Linked DNA regions of Mus musculus: region 1 is linked to region 2. The links are chromatin contacts, called in public HiChIP or PLAC-seq maps. All regions are on one chromosome and are shown on one strand. Each heading gives the region's core, a stretch centred on a gene start, on an enhancer-like site or on the middle of the called end of the contact. The rest is flanking DNA. Distances are from core to core; before and after follow the strand shown. Region 1 overlaps Pigk (phosphatidylinositol glycan anchor biosynthesis, class K). Region 2 holds the start of Usp33 (ubiquitin specific peptidase 33).

Region 1 (5,557 bases), core at 282-2,781, 410 kb after region 2:
CACCTAACTGAAGGGAAAGCTCTAACTTACTCTAAAAATAAGGGAAGTTGATTATGATTTTCTGTTTAGTGTGCACACTATAATTCATATTTTCTATATTACAGAAATGACTGAAATTCATCTTGTATAGCTTTGCTATGAAAGCTTTTTTCTTCATATTTCTTTGAAAATTAGCCATAGTCAAACCTTGACACTCCAGAGACTAGGTAACTTTTGGTCATAATGACTACATGAAAGCCACCAGCGAGTTACCTCAGGCGTGAAAACACAGCTGGCTCTCCTGGCTTTGTCATCACGCTTCCAGTTTCCTCAGAAGGAAACCCAGTGAGAGGGCTCTGTGGTACTGTGAAGGAGCTCAGTACCTCCCTGTCCCCAGAGCATTGCGTTCCTGTGGTGAGGTGGAACGGCAGCATTACTCAGTGTGGAAGGGAGGGGTCGGCTGACCTGACACTGGCTTGTCGAAAGTTGACACGTGGTAAAAATGTGTGTCTTACATAGTTGAACTGCCAAGAAAGTGGGTCTCCATGGAAACACGACAGGCTTTTCTGCCCTGCCCCCATTCGATGGAAGGAGCGTGGCTTCCTCCAGGACTTTGTCATGGTAGCAGCTGGTATTAAGTGTCAGTTGACATGCAGCTCAGCCTCTGTCTCTAAGAGAGGATCAGTGAAGGCTTCTCCTGACGTCAGACGCTGAGCTCAAGGACCGCCATTGCCTTGTTGGTCCGACTCATGCAGTGCCCAAATGCACTGTATCCAAGTGTGCCTCCATGGGGTTCTGAGTCCCTCATCCTGCTGCTGGCATGCTTGTGAGCGGAAAACATTTGCAGGAACCTGCCACCTGTGCCGTGGACCGCCCACTGCCCGACCCCACTTGCCCTTGGGAGTCGGAGGTGAGGTGGTGCGGAATCAATGGCACAGAACTACCACATCCTCTCCCTTATGGTCTTAGGTTCAGTCCCCCTCCTGAGAGCTCCTTCCTGGTTTCCTGGTTTCCACTGTGCTCACAGTTAGCTCACAAAGGAAGACTTGAAGCTACAGTCACCATGCGAGAGGGATCATGCAGACTTTGTCTTTCTAGACCTGAGTGAGCTCACTCCATTGCTGGGACCAAGTTCATGGTTTCCTTCTTCCTTACAGGAGTAATAACCCATTCCCTCTTTCTAAGGTTTAATGTGTGTGTGTGTCTGTGTGTGTGTCTATGTGTGTGTGTGTCTGTATGTGTGTGTCTGTGTATCTGTAATGTGTGTGTGTGTGTGTGTATGTGTGTGTCTGTGTGTCTGTAATGTGTGTGTGTGTGTGTGTGTATGTGTGTGTGTGTGTTTTGCTTGTGATCATGTATGTATCCACAGAGTCCAGAAAAGGGTATCAGGTTTCCAGGAGCTGGAGTTACAGGTCCTTGTAAGCTGCTTGGCTGGATGCTGGGACTGAACTCCATCCCTCTGCAAGACCACTTAATGCTCTCACCCACTGCCTGCTCACCTCAGCCCGCTGCCACCTTTTCCTGTGGGCAGTAGAGGGAGATGGCAAGTGTCTTATAGCAGGACATGGAGACCTTCAGGTGTGCCCTTGAGCGGGACAGCCAGCACCTGACATGCCACATGTCTGTTCCTGTAGCTCCCACTCCCACCAGCGCGCTCCTCGTCCCCACATCTGTGCCAGCATTTGGTTAGTTGATCCCCTGATGACTATGGCCATTCTGAGAGTTGTGAGGTGGATTCTGAAGGTGGACTTAATCTGCATTTCCCTCATGGCTGAGGATGTTGAACACTGTTAAAGGTGTTTCCTAGCCGCTTATAACTACTTGAACATGTTAAAAATACAGCTAAGGGATGGGAGCTTTTCTGTGCCTTCAAAATATATTATATATAATTTAATTTACTATATATAAATAAGCTAATTTGCCTTCTTTGGTATATATTTTAGTTTCAAGTAATTGTTTCAAGCTGTCTCGTTCAAAGGGTTATATCAAATTGTGGGTTTGGACCTGTTTCTGGAATTTCTTCCTAATGTCCTTGGATTACTTTAGATAATGTGTTTTGAATTATTTATTGATTTTATTGTTAGTATCAACCATAGAACAACCTCTGTTCTTACAGTTGTTTTCAATTCTTAGAAGAATGCTTTGGCCTTTAGGCCCCAATAAGCTCTGTCAGTTTATACATGAATAATCTGATTTCAGCATGGCATTGTGGGAGGAAACACTCTTGAGTCAGAGATGGCTTTATGTATGGGCACTGTAAATAATTTTAGAGACTTGTTCTAAGAGTGCTTCAGTAGCAGAGTAAAGAGTTTCTGAGGCCACTGGGCATCTAAGATAGAGAAACAAGGACACAAAAGGAGGATTGTAAACTGATTTTGTGAGCTTCTCTTGAGCCTGCTCTGTCTTTTTCAACTTCACAGAGGGGTTGGGCAGTATTTTAATCACTTTCAGCACAGATTGTAGCTTTGCTGTGTTGGATTCAGAACCCTTCCACAGTGAAGAGACTCGGCTTGTATCTGTGAAATGCCATTGTCTGAGACACAGTGACACAAGGAAAAACGGCACAGCCTCCTGTGCAGAAATTGTTCCTTCATGAAATGCTGTCAGTAGAGCTTCTTAGCCCAGTCTTGGAAAGAGAAAATGGAGAGATAACCTCTGGAGCCAGTGAGTGTCTTAGAGCTCTCAAAATCTTAAGTAAAAGAATGACCTTAAGAAGGAGAACACACATTATTCATAAGAGGAAAGAAGGAGGTGTTTGGGGTTCCAGCCATGCGTAAGTTGGAATGAGCACCTGTAGTTTTCTCAGAATTACAAATGCTGAGTAGAGAGCTTGGTGACCTTATGCACCATGATTAGGAAAGCGACAATTCTATGAGAACAGAGGACGTTGTGAAGAGGAGGGTGGGGACACGGTGCCCAGAAGTGTTAGATGTGGACAAAAAGAGTAAGGAAGGGCTTTATGAAAGCAAGGGAGTATTTAAAAATCCCACCCCGGTACATCGGCTACTTTATTAAGTAAGCTGCAGTTCGTTTCAGCTACAGAAGAGGGCGCTCTTGAACTGAAAACTCTCCCTTGTAAATTAGCTCATCTCCTTGATCCAACTCCAGATTAATGGCCATTACTAATCCCAGGAAAGCCAACATAAATAATCTTCAAGAGAGAAAGAATTCAGCAAATGTACAAAGTTAATACCAGAATAAAATAGAAAATTAAGATAAAACCTTATTAAAGTATATATAACTTATATACATTTTGTTATGTGTAGGCACTTTCAGTGGAGAAAAGCAAAAACAGAAAGAAGGGTTGAGGAGAAGTTTAAGGACCTGAGTTCAACCCCAGGGCCTTCATAAGAAGGCTGGGTGGGGGCATGTGATTGCAATCCCAGTATTGGGGAGGCAGACATAGGTGGCCCTCTGGGGTTCACTGGACAGTCAGCACGGTCACCAGCAAGGCCCACGCCAGGGACAGACAGGCTGTCTCTAAAACCACGTTGACGGGGCTGAGGAATGAGGTTTTCAGACATGCGCACTCATATCGTATACAAGCGCCTGCACATGCATAAACACACACAGAGGGCTGGGATATAAAAGAAAACACAGAGGAAGGCCAGCTGGAGCCCTGGAGTGTGAACACGGTATTACACAAGTGTCTGTGTAATGAATGAACTCACTGAGAGAGTCATGACTGAAAGAGACAAACAACAGAAATGTCTGGAAGAACCCAACTGGACTCTGGAAAGACAAAGGCAAAATAGAGAAAATCACCTTGGAAGTGAAAACTAAATTACAAGACACCCAGGGGAGGAGTGTGTTACCACAAGTTCAGTGAAAGGAATAAAGACTAGAAATAAGAGCCAGGAAAATAACACTGAAATGTGAGGAAGAAAACAGGAAAAATCAGAGAGAGAGAGAGAGTCTGGGGGGGGGGTCCATTATATTTGCTTAATGCTTAAACTAGAAAATCAAATGGAATAGAAATAGAAATAGCGTTAAAAACTGTACTGGAAACCTTTTCAGAGCTCAAGCAGAATGTGTGCATTGAAAGGTCTTATGTCGTGGGTACCTGAGAGGGACTGTCTACCCTGCCAATCCTCCAAGTATGCTAGGGCGTCACCTCAGCAGAAGCAGGGAGGAAGAGGCCTCCCGAGCCTCCGAGTGAGAAACGAAGATGCAGGAGTACAAGGGTAACAGTGCGTTAGGATGGAAGTCACCTAACTGGAAAGAACATCGAGCCAGGTTCCTGGAAACAGTGTGCAACCTGTGGAAGAGAACCAGTATTTCCAGGAAAGTTATGAGCGGTTGATTTAACCACTGTGAGACTGGTGAGCTACATGAGACTCAGTGTGAATTACACACTGTCTTTGAAACATTGTTGACATTGTGAAGGCATGCTGAAATACATAATAACTGATGGTGTCTCAACTTTCAAATGGTTCAACAAGAAAAATTTAAAAATTAGAAAATTGCTCATTTTTTTTCACAAGTTTTTTCTTTTAAAAGCTTTTTCTGTTGAACTGGCTCTCATGTATTAGAGGCTGCCCATAAACTCCTGTGTCCCTGAGATTGGTCTTGAACCTTGGTCCACCTGATATTACCTCCCAAGTGTTGGGACTAAGTGTTTTAATTAGTATATATATTTAATTAGTATATAATTTAATTAATTATTATGTATTAGTTGTCCACAGCAATGGATTTCATTATGTCGGTTTATGCATGTGCATGGTGTATGTCGGTCATATTCACCCCAGTTCTGCCAATCCTCTTCCCAGCTGGCTCCCCTATGCTTTCTTGTCTTGCCTTTGTCTATCAGTTGTGGTGACCCTGTGAGTCTCCTCAGGGCTGTCTGCAGGAGCGTGGGCGGAAGCCTGTTTACAGAGCATGTACACCTTATAGCTACAGGGCTGTGGAAATTCTGTCTCCTCCCCCATCAACTTTTAACTGCCTGTGAGTCCTGGAGAGGGTGGGGCTCCACGGATCCCTTGCTCTTCCCTGGAAGGGTCCTGACAGACCCAGCCTTGCAGTCCAGTGCAGATGTCAAGGCTGCTGTGGGTCTGCGATTGCCAAAGTCCTGTCGTATCCGGAAGTCAGCTTTCCACAGCTATCTCACTTCCGCTGACTCTTCCGTTCTCTCTGCTCCATCTTCCACAGTGCCCCCGAGCTTTGAGGGGCTGTTCTATATGTCCTAGGTATAGCGGGCGAGGTATTCAAACTGTCGTTTAGTTTATTCTCTCGACTTTGAGTAGTTATGAGTCTGCAGTCACTGCTGCCCACTGGAGGAAGAAGCTTGTCTGAGCAGCTCTGCGGGCATGTGAGCTCTGGAGAAGGCCGTTTGATAGGCGCGACTTGCATCCTGCAGCCCCTCTTCCCAGCTACAGGCTTTTGACCAGCGGAGAGCGTCCGAAGCGAGGTCCTTCCTGTGGCAAGTCCAGCCCCGAGGTGGGCAGGCTTCCCGCCGTACCAGTGCTCTCAAGCTGCCTGGCCGTCAGTGTTGGTACCCGGAGGGCGAGCTGCATGGCGCCCCCTGGCAGCTTCAGCCTAGCCAGCAGGGGGGAGGTTCCAGCCCAGCTGCAGCTTGCTT
Region 2 (5,483 bases), core at 621-3,120:
AAAGGAATTGTGTTCGATTCTTTGACCCCATAGGTGACTCACAACCATCAATAACTCTAGTCTTGGGACCCAAGACCTTCTTCTGGCTTCCTAGGGCACCGGTTATTAAGATTATACACAGACATATATGTAGACAAAGCACCCATACAAATCAATCAATCAGTCAATCAATCAATCCTCCAAAAATAAACCCCACCTTTACAGTAAAAGTGCACACTGAGGACCTCTGTCTTCTGGGCAGCTCGTGGCGGCTGCCATCTTGAAATCAGAAAGCAGTAGTTAGCAGCATGAACCCTCACATCCTGTGCCCGTTAGCATTTCCCCATGGACACAATGGCGGGCACCCAGGCTTATGCAGCACCTCCTATCTCTGAGGGTATAAATGTAGTTAACAATGCTGGAGGCATGGGAGAGACTCATTGTTGGTATAGCTACCCTTAAGTGGTCTATGCTTGAATGACCCCCAATTAAAACACTTATTTGGCCTGATGTTGTTATATCTGGGTAAATAAAAATGAATTTCCTGGGGAAAACCATTCAATAAAAATTGAAAGCCGGGTGTGGTGGCACACGCCTTTAATCCCAGCACTCGGGAGGCAGAGGCAGGTGGATTTCTAAGTTCGAGGGCAGCCTGGTCTACAAAGTGAGTTCCAGATCAACCAGGGCTATACAGTGAAACCCTGTCTCGAAAAAAAAAAATGACAATATTACTGATTTGGATATCAGTGAAAGCAAACGAGCAATATCTGGAGTAGGCCGAGGGTAGAGTGGTGGTAACCATGGGGCCTCCCACACAGCTTCATTCCCTTGCGCCAAGCCCCAGACAGCAAGGAGTATCATGGTTAACATCCTCTGATTCCACTAGCAGAATAATTAGAAGCCCTCAGATTAGTCGCCTGCTTCTGATGGAGACTGGCATTTTGCACAATATTTAGATACATGCTCCCAACCAACTTTGGGGTTAATCATATAGACATGTCTTACTCTGTAATCCAGGCTAGCCTCAAACTCACAATCCTGCCACAGCCTCCCAAGTGCTGGCTTTACCGGGGTACACCACCATGCCCAGCTGACAAACTTTTTCAGCTTTGCAGTTTGAATTCACATATTATAAAATCAAACAGTGAGGGGCTAAAAAGATGACTCCTGGTTAGGACCACTGGCTGCTCTTCCAGAGGACACTGGTTCAATCCCCAGCACCCAGAAGGCAGTTTAGTTCACAGTTGTTTGTAACTCCAGATACAATGGATCCGACATCTTCACTGAGATATGCATGCAGGCAAAACACCAATGCATATAATAGAAATAATTGGAAAAATATTAAAAAGTGAATGTAACAGTCACATAAGTGGAAGGTTTTTTTTTTTTTTCCTATTGCTCTAAGTACCAAGAAGATCTCAAGGTTTCAGTAACTATTTCATTTGATCTTGATTTAACCTAGTGGAAAATGGTAGAGATTAATTTCTTCTTTGTATATATGGCAAAGAGAAATGCATTTGCTTCCAGAAAATGTAGGTCTTAAAGGAGTTATTAGAAAAGCAAGGTTTAGGACTAGCCTCACACTGCAGCCCAGACTGGCTTCGAAGTTACCGCAATCCTCCTGCCCCAGCCTTGAGCTAGCCACTTCATATTGCAAACTTCAGACCTTTCTGAGGCTTTCCGTACTGCGGAGTTTATAATGCACCGCGACGAGACCTTGGGAAGCTGTCTTGTGACTGCAGAGGGTGGGAGAATAGGAATAAAAGCAGAAATGCGGCCGAAGTGGTGTACACGTCAGCTCAGGTTGCCTGTCTAGCACAGGCCTAGCGGAGAACCGAGGCCAGGCCCGAGGCCCCGCCCCGGGGCGTGTCTCCCCAAGGTCCCGCCCCCAGACGCCCGCAGCGGCCGCGGAGACACCGGAAGGAGCGGCGGCTGCCGAGGGAAGCGTCGGGCAGCGGTCGGGTTCTGCGGGCCGCGCTGCGGAACCGTTTTGCGGCCCTGCGGATCCGAGCGCTCAGGCTCCGAGGAGGAGTGCGCTGGGCGGCGGGCTGAGGTGAGCGCGGCGGACGGGCGGGCGGGCGTGCGGCGGCGGCGGGCCGGAGGGAGGGCGGGCGCGGCCGGGCTGAGGCTCGCCCCGGCGCGCGGCCCGGGCGGCTCGGTGGTCAGGGATCCGGGTCGGGGGGCGCGACCTGTGCGCGCCGCCCCGTTATTCATTGCTACGAACGGGAAAACCGAGGTGTCACCGTCCCAGTGGCGTGTCTTCGGCCGACGCAGCGTTTGGGTCGAGTCCAGTCGTAGCGTCTGTCGGTCGCAGCTTTTGTTCGGGTCACATTTCCACGGTGTGAGTGCTTTCCCAAGCGCTCAAGCATTTTTCAAATACAAAATGCTCCTCGTCGGAAAATTCGTCATGTTGACCTGTTAGGCAATGTGATTGATTTGATTGCCTTAGGGGCTTTGCACACAACTGAAGATTAGGGTTTACATTCTGTCGGAATCAGTATTAGGCCTGCGAAATGGAGCCAGGGGCTGACATCCTGGCTGGAGCAGAGTCTAACTAAACTGAAGACGCGTTTTACCAAAGGTCTCGAGACTTAGTGCTTAATGTAGAATTCTAGAATGTTCTCTCTCTCTCTCTCTCTCTTTTTTCTTCTTTAAATTTTTTCGAGACAGTCCAATGTCTGGCCTCCCAAGTCCTGATCCTCCTGCCTCCATCTCCCAAGTTGCTGGGATTCCAAATGTATTGCCACCATGTCATGCCAGATATTTTTTTGTTTGATCTGACAATTTTTTTCTTTACGAAAAACCTGTTACCAAAGATAATGAGAGTCAGGGTAGACTGCTCAAGCCTAGAGATGCCTTTGGCAGAAGATAACATTTGGAAGGTGGAGGAAGGTAGAGAAGGACTTCCAGGCTAGCCTAGGCTACAGGAGCCCCCATTTCAAAGCAAGCAAGCAAGCAAGCAAGCAAACCAAAGAGGCAGGGGAGGGGAGGGAGAGGGAGAGAATGAGACCATTTCTCCGAGTGTCTTCTGTGGTTGAGGGTGCAGTTGTATCTTATGGAAAGGTCAGAGCAAATCCGATGATTGCAGCAGGCTATTTGATCTTATGAATGCTGGCAGTGAGTTTGTACTGTTAATATAAGTATGGAAGAATGAAAATTTTATAACTTGTTTCAGTAACTTATACTATGCCGATAGTTTTGTTATTTCATTTACTTTGGCAAGATGAGAAAAACTACACAAATATACATGGGGGCTATATTTATGATTGCATGCTATTTTTTTTTTTTTTTTTTGGTTTTTCGAGACAGGGTTTCTCTGTGTAGCCCTGGCTGTCCTGGCACTCACTTTGTAGACCAGGCTGGCCTTGAACCCAGAAATCCGCCTGCCTCTGCCTCCCGAGTGCTGGGATTAAAGGCGTGTGCCACCACGCCCGGCTTGCATGCTATTTTTTGATCTGCATTGCCAGTTTTCAGTTACTTTCCTTTTTAGTTCATGTAGTATATGAATAAGCAAATCTCTCCACATAGTTGCAGCAAGTAGGTGATTTGCTGTTTTCAGGATCCTTTCACTTACAAAATCTTACTTGATTCTGTTCCTGTCCTCTGACGAATGCCAAATAGCCTTTTCCCAAGTCAGAGTTTCAAGCTTGTGTAAGGATCAGCCTTTCCTTCTGAAACAATATTGCCAAACCAGCCTGTACTAGAAATTAGAATTCAGGTGGATTAAGGCTGAGCCAGGTCGTGGTGATATGCACCCCTTTAATCCTAGCACTTGGGAGGCAGAGGCGGTCTTAACCTCTGTACATTCCAGGCCAGCCTGGTCTACAGCGAGAGTTGACAGCCATGGCTACACACACAAACCCTGTCTCAATCAGTCAATCAAGCAACCAAGTGGAATAAAGATTATAAAATTATGAGAGACTTAAATGCAGCGTTTTAAAAGCTTGAGTTTTTTTTTTTTTTTTTTTTTTCTTTTTCTTTTTTTGAGACATGCTGGCCTTGAAATTGCTTGCGGCTCAGGATGACCTTGAATCCCTCTGGACTTGCACCATCTCCTGTGCTGGGACTGTAGTGCTTACCAACCTGCTGGTGCAAGAGTCTGTGCTGCAAGAAAATGACGTAAAATGCTCAATGATGTCTAAGAGGGGAAATGTGGATTATTTGAAAAAATAAAGAGATGAGGGGATAGTATTGCCCAGATGGGCCTGGAACCTCACTTTTTCCTATTCTAGCCTCCTCGGTGGCTGGGCCCACAGTACCACATCTGCTCCAGATCTGTTCCCTCAGTATAGGTGCAGTTCTAAAGCTGTTAAAAGTCTACATTGGGGTTTCAGGAGCATGTTGGTAGTAGAACAAAGAATTTGAGGTGAGTACAGTTGGTTTATCTTTCTATAAGAAGATTCACGGGGCTGGAGAGATGGCGCAGTGTTTAAGAGGGCTTACCAAGGTCCTGAATTAAATTTCTAGCTCAAGTAGGTAGCTTGAACACCTTTATCTGGTTTCCATGGACACAAGCAAACACACATACACATAAAATAATACAAATAAAGCACCCGTAGGGCACATGAATTTTGTGCAGTGTGGTGTCTGTATGTGTAATGAGAACTCATATTTAAGAGACAGTGCATTTGTGTTACTTCAGAGAGTAGGTAGGTCAGTAACCTGTTGAAGGCAAGGCTCTCCTAATAAGAGGAGTGGCCCATAGGGCTGTAGCGATGTGGGAGAGCACTTAGTATGCACAAGGCCCCGACTCTGCTCCCCAGAACTACGGGGTGGGAACCGAATGCAACATGTTTTCTAAAACTCTACAGTTGAGTAGGGTCTTTGCTGTGGGTTAGCCCGGGGCCTGTGCATGCTAGGCAAGCACCTGTAACCCCCTAGCTGATTCTTTGCTTTTTATTCTGAAACTAGCCTCACTGTGGTATCTTTACCTCCAGAGGGCAGAGGGCAGAGGGCAGAGGGCAGGGGCAGAGGGCAGGGGCAGAGGGCAGAGGGCAGAGGGCAGGGGCAGAGCAGCAGATCGTGAACTCACTTTGTAGCCTTGAATTTGTTACTTTTTTTCCTTTCCTTTTTTTTTTTTTTTTTTTCTTTTTGGTTATTTTGATGGAGTCTCATAAAGGCAAGGCAGAAACTTGCTGTGTAGCCCAGGCTAGCCTGGAACTTGCTGTGTAGCCCAGGCTAGCCTGGAACTTGTGATCCTTCTCTCTCCACTTCTGAATAGCTGGGATTATTGGCTTGGACCACCAGTTCTGGCAGATGGAGTCTTTTTGCTTGTTTGTTTTTAATAGAAGTACATATGGTGAGAACCTTATGGGTATTATAAAATCCTTCAGGCCTAATTCTCTTGAGAACCTTATACTTATTCTAGGATATATACTCTTGTTTTTTTTTTTTTTTGTTTGTTTTTTTTTTTTTTTGTTTTTTGAGACAAGAGTCGCACTATGTCCTGGTCACTGTAGACCAGGGGTCTGCCTGCCTGGCCTCTGGAGGTAAAGGTGTGTGGT

What was found. HiChIP or PLAC-seq counts read pairs in DNA pulled down with a chosen protein or histone mark.
Region 1: a contact with region 2 is called in an H3K4me3 HiChIP or PLAC-seq map of the 230-238 cell line, with 13 read pairs. The contact joins the enhancer-like site here to the promoter of Usp33 in region 2. A contact is called at or near these places in 17 of 39 promoter capture datasets (the 3T3-L1 cell line, the C10 cell line, the HPC-7 cell line and 11 more), 4 of 484 Hi-C or Micro-C datasets (the G1E-ER4 cell line, Th1 cells and cortical neurons), 18 of 115 datasets of contacts at active chromatin or transcription factors (the 230-238 cell line, the NIH/3T3 cell line, bone marrow-derived macrophages and 13 more) and 5 of 9 other capture datasets (adipose tissue, embryonic stem cells, liver and 2 more).

What each region holds. Positions count from the first base shown.
Region 1 is chr3:152,758,295-152,763,851 of GRCm38.p6, forward strand. The region is part of intron 9 of Pigk (phosphatidylinositol glycan anchor biosynthesis, class K); the gene reads left to right. Among named protein-coding and RNA genes, the nearest start is that of Gm40181, 5.0 kb to the left of the region's middle. Within about 2 kb of position 1,532, at least 11 of the 459 cell types and tissues checked have an H3K27ac peak or open chromatin away from gene starts, as enhancers often do. A contact at or near this core is called in the 230-238 cell line, where this site is marked.
Region 2 is chr3:152,344,608-152,350,090 of GRCm38.p6, forward strand. Usp33 (ubiquitin specific peptidase 33) reads left to right here and starts at 1,871. Exons shown (of 24, transcript NM_133247.3): 1 at 1,871-2,032.